Linked DNA regions of Rattus norvegicus: region 2 is linked to region 1. A link is a contact called in public Hi-C data. All regions are on one chromosome and are shown on one strand. The core of a region is the stretch at or near the end of the contact, and the rest is flanking DNA. Distances in the headings are between cores, read along the strand shown.

What was found. Hi-C and Micro-C count contacts between places; a contact is called where the count stands out from the background.
Region 2: a contact with region 1 is called in a Hi-C map of Schwann cells, with 17 times the contacts expected there. The contact joins two enhancer-like sites. A contact is called at or near these places in 4 of 12 Hi-C or Micro-C datasets (Schwann cells, frontal cortex, kidney and 1 more).

Annotation. Positions count from the first base shown.
Region 1 is chr4:32,450,704-32,455,064 of GRCr8, forward strand. The region is part of intron 2 of Vps50 (VPS50 subunit of EARP/GARPII complex); the gene reads left to right. Among named protein-coding and RNA genes, the nearest start is that of Vps50, 14 kb to the left of the region's middle. Within about 2 kb of position 1,383, at least 42 of the 93 cell types and tissues checked have an H3K27ac peak or open chromatin away from gene starts, as enhancers often do. A contact at or near this core is called in Schwann cells, where this site is marked.
Region 2 is chr4:33,544,589-33,548,395 of GRCr8, forward strand. It overlaps Col1a2 (collagen type I alpha 2 chain), which reads left to right. Exons shown (of 52, transcript NM_053356.2): 39 at 385-438; 40 at 1,383-1,544; 41 at 2,220-2,327; 42 at 3,010-3,117; 43 at 3,477-3,530; 44 at 3,618-3,725. Among named protein-coding and RNA genes, the nearest start is that of Col1a2, 28 kb to the left of the region's middle. Within about 2 kb of position 1,638, at least 4 of the 93 cell types and tissues checked have an H3K27ac peak or open chromatin away from gene starts, as enhancers often do. A contact at or near this core is called in Schwann cells, where this site is marked.

The DNA.
Region 1 (4,361 bases), core at 133-2,632:
GACAGGAAATGCGTGCTTAGAGCTACAACATTTCTCCTTATCATCCTTCCAACACTCAGTCAGTCAGTCAGTCTGTCTGTCTCTGTCTCTGTCTCTCCCAGCATTCTGCCATCTAGGTAGAAAAGCAAGCATTTGTAAACTATGATCTAATATGGAAAGGGAAGTCGGGGTTCCAGTATTTAGTATATTAATTTTCTGCAGAGCTTTGATCATGACCTATGAACTGAGGAATTTATGTCAATTTACGTTATATAATTAGTTTGAATAAAGACCTAAAATTGATCGTTATGTATTCAAGGTGTTGTTTCTTTAATGTGAGGAAGCAGTTATAACTAGTTACTTCTGGATTAAGTGTTTGGCTCAGAGAGTATGGGGTTTTGGGTAGTTGGAAGGTAGTACTTAAATGCAAAACTTGGAGGCTTCTTTTCCTTTACCACGGATAAATTCCCTAAGAAATGACCCCGAGGTATGGAATTGTTTTTTAAAGTGATCATTTAGTTCCTCAGAAACCGAAAATATCTTGGAATGTTTTCCTCACAATCTTCATTTGAGGGCTTGCTTTGTTTTATGGGTTTGAATCCCCATAAAACCTTTTGTTTTTATGTTTAGATAAGAAGTAACCCAGCCTATGCAGAAATAATGACTGAAATATGTTACGAATCTTTTTCTTCATTTCTCATAAACTTGTGTTCGCAGTGTACGTTTTATGTTGTTTGTTCAGGTAGCTTTATCTACCTCCGAGATAATCGAATGGAGGAGCAGCTAGGTGGTAATGTATTCAACCTGCGTGCGACGGCAAACAGCCGCCACACACCAGGAGCGCTTCCCTGCCAGGCTGCTCAGATAATCCAGCCTGCTGTATTCTGTTAATAAAATATTGAACATTGATGCTTACTTTTGATACAGTGTCTGCCACAATGGCATATGTTATTTACTTTAATTAAAGGAAAACATACTTCTAGCGCATATACATGTATGTCCATACATTTGCGTGGTTTTAAAAGTCCCAATTTGTTTTCTTGCATCCTACTGCTTCCTAGTGAGCATGCATGGTACCTTTTTTTTTTTTTTTTTCCAAATCAAGGATCCTACAGGATTCATAATTGCATTTTGTTCTGGTCCTCGCTTTAAACTTGAATTTTTATGTGCTCTTCTGTCTTCCGAATGCCTCTCTTTTCCCTGAGGTTCGGAGCACTTGTACATTGGTCTTTTGTCTCCTTTCTTCCCTCTGCTCTGCTGGCCTTGCTGTTTAATTGTTCATCGAGCCTCTTTAGTCACTGCTTGCGGGCAAAGCCGAATTTTACTCACCACTGGCTGTGCCGTGGAGGAGAGTTTTCCATGTAGAGAATGAAATCAGCGTTTGTTACATGTAGCTCCAGTGGCTGACCGAGGGACGCTAACGGAGCCTGTGCAGCAGGCTAGCAAGCTCCTGATGGCACTGTGGGCTGATGTGTTCCTTTGCTTTCTCTGCTTTTGTTTCTTTCATGTGCTGTCAAATCCATGACTGTAATTGTTTCTTCCCAGCTTTAATTATGAGATGCATTGATGTACATTTTCTGTATTTTACTGATCGACAGTTAGGTTTTGTTGCATTTTATAGCCTTGACTTGTTGACAAATTAGTTTTGGATTTCACATTTTAAAGAGCATTCACACTACACTAATCTTCATACTCATTTAATTATCCTCTATAAATCGTAAGCCTCACTATAAAATAAACCATTATACTTCATTAATAATATAACAGTTAGCAAGACTGAACTATTTAATTCTAACTTACCTGAACTATCTCATTAATGTAACCTCCGTTTTCTTAACGTATTTTAATATGCAATAAAGAATTTTATATGGATTTAGTTTTTTCTGTTTGCCTTAAAATTTTTTGTAGGGAGTCTTTGGTTCATTTTTTATATAAAATATCTCATACTTACAAATTACCCTGTTGATTCTGTTTTAGATACAGAATTGCATATTTTTGTACATCCCTCATGCTAGGAAGTGAGTTTTTAACTCTAGCAAAATTACGCAGCAGCTATATTAAAAATGCAGTGTAGCTGCTTGTGTTTATTTTTTCTCATTTGCATACATAAAATACTTTTAAGTCATCTGATATTTTTGTTGTTTCTCATTAATAGAAGCATTATGAGTTTATGGACCTTGTTGCTTACCAAACTGCTTTTGTTTCGTGTTCTTTCTGAATATCATTCACTGTGGCATTACAAATTGACCTGTTAATTATTCCTGGAGCGCTTTGGCACTGCAGGGCATCACGATGCATCTGCAGCGTGGGCTGTGACTGGGCAGGCAGCCTAGCACCAGGGAAGCGTGCAGGGAGTGATGAAGTGGAGGCAGAGCCTGTCGGGCTGCAGCGCAGCGACTGCACCTCGGATGAGCGCAGATGTGCACTTCATAGAGAAGTCACTAGATAGGCGGAAAGGAGGGCTGTTTTATCGGGTCACAGTGATGTATCAGGGTATCTGGTTTGGGTAGAGTATTAATAGGAGAAAGACCACTGACCCAAATCATCAAGGCCAAACTAATTAAAGCAAGCAATTAATTAAAGCAAGCTTTTTAATTTGTGTACACAAGCTGCCTCCCCCTGAGGTAGGGCTTGAGAGGTCAGCCTTGGATGTGAGGAGGACAAGCAGGTTTTTTGTTTGTTTGTTTTGTTTTTCATTTTAATAAGCTCAGGGTTTCTAAATAAGGGATTTGGTGGACAGAATAGGTGGGTTATAGGAGCAGAACATAAACCTAACAAGTTAGCCATAAGCGCCTAAGTTTACAAGGTGGTGGTAACAACAGGAAGTCATAGCAGGGTAACCATAACAACCCTTTTGAAACAAAGTTAGAGTTGCAAGATGGTTATTAGCTTTTGAAAGGAAGATGTGAGGGCCCTTCCTGGAACCCGCAGTAGGCAGCCATTTGCAGTTAATGTGGCAGGGAGGGTAGACCCATCCTTGAGAATCAGGCTTCATCATAAGCAGGAATGCACTTAGCTTTTCCTTGCTGTAAGATAGCTGTTCAGAGATTGAGGCATGCTGGCTGTTCGGAGTGCTCCACTGTACTGTGTCTTTCCCTGCCGTGCTCCATTTTATCCCCGCCTGTCATTTAGGATTGTGGTGTTAGAGTGTGAAGTTCTCCATGTTGGTTCTTTGTGCTCTCTGATGTTGACTGAATAGATCTCCAGGAAGGAACGGCATCTGACCTTTGTGTGCTTACACAGATTGTACTGTTTTTATAAACCCATCATATTTTTGAAATGTACATTTGTGAGATATTTTTAAATGAAACAACATTTCCCCTTTGGCAATTTTAATAACTTTAAAGCGGATAAAAAAATAGGCGTGAAGAAGCTAAATCAAATTTCCAAGGTTGTAGAGATGCAACTAAAGCTGGAGTGTCTTTGCCCTCAGGTCAGCCCACTCTTTCTGGGCTGAAGGAAAGCATCAGCATGCTGGTCTGTGCTGGTCTGCGCTGGTCTGTGCTGGTCATTCTCTTAAGATGAAGGGACGCTTGATGGTTGCATGGTTTTGAGTTTTTGGACTTAGCTACAGATGATAGTTTCCAATATTACTTATTTAGTAATGTTCACCATTTCTTTTTGAATGCTACCAACTTGTATTTCAGATGCTAGTGCCATTTTAAGGGAGGGAGGTTTGCCAGAAAACTGAGTTCTCTTTCTAGTTCATCCTTCTCACCTTATATTTGCGCTGAATGAGGGGAAGACGCTTTTCTTCCACAGGTGGTGTTGATTTCACTCCAGCCCCAAGTTGAGCATCTGCTGTCCATGGTGCCAAGTAGGTTAGAGTTGCAAATAACTTCCCTTTCCCAGCAGTTAATTCTGCTGCTGCAGAAGTGCTGTTCTCATTGTGATGATGGTGGGGTTGGTTGGTTTCCCCGTTTTGTTTTGTTTTGTTGTTGTTGGTGGTGGTTTCCCAGTGTGGGAAGAAGTAAATATCTAAATTGAGGAGATTTTTCTAGTTAACCAAGGGATTGTCAAATAAATCAATGAAATTGCATAGCATAAAGACACTAATATTAGGGATAGGGATCTGTCTGTCACGATTCTTTAGAGGAAATGTGTGGAAGACCATTCTGTGCTTTGGGGAGGAAGACTCTAGTACTCAGCTTGGCTCCACAGCCAGATCATGGATTGCAGTGTTAGTACACGTTGGAGGAGCATCATAGGACATAGGGAGGAAGCTTGTAACCCTGTTCTTGAGCTGGATCCTTGCTGCCCTCTGTTTCCTAGCAGAATGAGATGCTCACTGCACAGAGTTCCAGTCCTGCTGGGTCCCAGCGCCCATCGAGATGGTGCTTTTGTTATGTGTTGTCAGATAGGTTTTAGAATACTTTTGGTGT
Region 2 (3,807 bases), core at 388-2,887, 1.1 Mb after region 1:
ATTTCATACTTCCTTCTCTGAGCAACACTCCTTTTCCTACTGCCCCCCCTCTCTCTCCCAGCCAAGAGGTCAATAAACATTCACATATCCTAATGAAAATATCTTATACTCTCCCATATCACCATCAGATAGCCTGCTAGCACTACAGAAAGTACCAACAACCTTAATGCAAAATGCAGGCATTTCATCTAGAAGTATACTGATAAGATGTGTAGACTACTAGAACCTTCAGGATCCTAGTTAACTGCTCCCCTACCTTAAACTGAGTGTTACCTCGTCTGTTTCCATCTTTAGCCCCGTGATAATTTTCCAAGGGGAAAACATCTTGTCTTATCCTAATTCCTAGAGTTGACTTGACTGAGTTTGAACATGTTTGGTTCTTAGGGTATGACTGGCTTCCCTGGTGCTGCTGGACGGACTGGTCCCCCCGGACCCAGTGTGAGTACATCATGCCCCAATATATCTCCATTTATACTCACCAGAAGACCAGGCCTCTGGTAGGAAATTAGGGAAGGAAACATCTATTAAAACAAATTGTCAATATTTGCAAATACTTTCCCAATTTAAAATTATGTTTAATGAATAAGACAAAACCATTACAAATTATATTCAGGGTATCAACTTAAATACTGTGATTTATTCATGCAAATACCAGCACCCTTTGGAATGCACAATCATTTTTCACAAAGAAAAGTGCAACAGGTGCTTTGGTCACGTATCTACTATTTCTCTGCCTAATTACCCTTTATGGCTAATATTCTGTCTCCAGTCTAAAGCCACAATTTAAAGGAATTTAAAGGTAGTGTGGTATCTAACTTAATTCTCATTCAGACCCTCCTGTCAGGACTCAAGAGAATTTAATTATCAAGGATTAAGTATTCCACTCGAGGTTTCAGAGGAAAAAGAAATAGCAAAGATGTTGATTTCTTAGAACCTTTTACACATTCATAACAGAAAAATCTTCGTTCCTTGTAGGCATTTAATTAAACCTAGTCAGGAGCATATGAGCTCCTCAGTTATGAACAGAACACCAGGGTTGGCTTTGCTCAAGAAAAAAATGGGCAGAGTCTGCAAAAATCCAAAGTTTCCTTCAACCAAGACTTAATCAGCAGACTTAAATCTCTTCCTGGTTCTGACTCCAATCCGCTGGGGTACCAAAGATACAAGATGTCTTGCCTTCATCACTAAAGGTTCCCGCTGATTCTCCCTCATCAATAGCTTTATTACGGGCAGGAAAGAGAAGTTTAAAAGTTCCAAAAATGCCTGGGATATTGTTTTACAGAGTGACACTGTTCAAATCCTAGTATCTAGGAGCAGGGCAGCTCCTCTCCAAGTCTGGAACAACCAAGAGAAAACAAATGACCTTATACATTTGATCACAGGGTATTACTGGCCCCCCTGGTCCCCCTGGTGCTGCTGGTAAAGAAGGTATTCGTGGTCCCCGTGGTGACCAAGGTCCAGTTGGCCGAACTGGAGAAATAGGTGCATCTGGTCCCCCTGGATTTGCTGGCGAGAAGGGTCCTTCTGGAGAACCTGGTACCACAGTAAGTGATTTCAAACCCCTTTTCTTCTCAACACTTGGGTAGAGTTAGAACAAAGCCCCTTTACAAACCCTCAAGCGTTCTGTATCTATTAGTGAGTAATGCAGGCTCTCGAGTTGAGCTCGACTGAGCCAGGGAATCTGCAGCACACAATAAGGTGCTGTGGTAGAGGCAGATGCACAGAAAGCACATGATAAGAATGACGGAGGTGAGGGACTGCAGCTTCTCTGTCACAGCCCTTTCTGCTCTCAGAGGGATCTAAGAATTAGCACAGAACCCTACTGCTGTGGCCAGCCTTCTGTAAATTAATCACGCTTCATACGCTGCTGACTCCTTAAACATTCCTGGTTCAGAATTACTGCAATTCCCGCCAAGTGCCCATATTAGACCTTCGAAGTCGAGATCAAAATTTTCTTCCCTGCGTAGAGTCTATGAAGATTAAATCCACACGCCCAATGGCTGTATTAATCTCAATGACACATATACATACCAAAATGTAAATTTGCTGTCATTCTCGGGGGAGGGGGTGGGAAAGACATTCAAGAATGTGTCCCACCAATTATAAGTCACTGGCCTGTTCCTAAACCCAAGACTCCTTGTCTTCATAGTCCTTGAGCTAGTCTGTATTATGAAATAGGGTCTTACCAGTAATAATCAGTATTTTTTCCTCTCATCTAGGGACCCCCTGGCACTGCAGGTCCTCAGGGTCTTCTTGGTGCTCCCGGTATTCTGGGTCTCCCTGGCTCTCGAGGTGAACGTGGCCTGCCAGGTATTGCTGGTGCTCTGGTGAGTTTGACGCCATTCTGATTCTCATTAACATAATAAAAGATTTTAAAAGCTGCCACTTCAGATGTGACAGATTGATCGCTGAATAACTCCACTTAAGTTTTTTTTTTTTTATTCATGGCATTTTCTTTATACAGATTACCTGTCACCTATCCAGGAAGCTTTAATACTACCTTACTTAGACACATACTGTAAAGGCACAGCTTCACATTATGCAGAATGATTTTTGTTCTTTCTACACGCTTAAGAATGATATAAGCTCTAATTGCATTTACTTCTCTGTGATGTGAAATCCTGGCATCATTTATCCCACAAGAAGAATGGGGCCGTTCACAGGAAGTTCATGAATCATTTCATTTAACCCTATACGTGACAGCAGCTTGAAGCCACCTTTATCCAGAAACGTATCGACTTTATGAATTAATTTTATTTGGGGTACATTAGATGCCGTCAGACCCTACTCCTATCCCCATACATAGTTACATCCACATGATGGATCCTCTAAGTGTAGGGAAGACAGAGGGAGGTTGACAGTGATGGTGATTCCTGCCATGTTGTGACCCATCTACATTCGACTTAGCTGCTCTCTTTCAACTAGAATTTTCTGGAGTTGTTTTTGGCATGTGTGGTCAGCATTCTATCTTGGGATAGTAATGTCATCTTATCTTCTCTGCCACTCTAGGGTGAACCTGGTCCTCTGGGCATTGCAGGCCCTCCTGGGGCCCGTGGTCCCCCTGGTGCTGTGGGCAGTCCTGGAGTTAATGGTGCCCCTGGTGAAGCCGGTCGTGATGTGAGTACTTGGCTCGTAAAATCAAACCAAGCAGGATCTCATTCTGTGTCAACTTCTAGTGTTGAACTGAGGTTCCATGCCCCGAGCTTCTAAACTAGATAATCTACTTCTCCATATAATGATCTTTCTTTGCAGTAAAACTATGAGAATTGCTTGGATTTGAAAATGGTCTTTAACTGAAAGACTGCAAATTGGGGCTTCAATATTTAATTTCTAAAAAAAAAAATCAAATTAGAAAGTTATTGCTCTCCCCCTTCTTTTAACTGTCTGAACACTGGGAATAATGAGGGCAGAGTAGCAGAGGCAGCGAGGCCAATGAATCACCAAGGCATCTTAATTTGCTTGATATTCTCTCATAGGGTAACCCTGGCAGTGATGGTCCCCCAGGTCGTGATGGTCAACCCGGACACAAGGTCAGGACACCTTTTCATCTTTCTCTAATTTAAGAGTGATCAAAATACCGACAGATTAATGCTAAGTTTCACTTTTGCCTCTGGTAGGGAGAGCGTGGTTACCCTGGCAACATTGGTCCCACTGGTGCTGCAGGTGCTCCTGGTCCTCATGGTTCTGTGGGTCCTGCTGGGAAACATGGAAACCGTGGTGAGCCTGTAAGTATGTAAATGTTGTCACCCTTGTGGACTTTACTGTGGCCTCACACTTGATCACTAAGGACATCAAGAGGATGGTCTT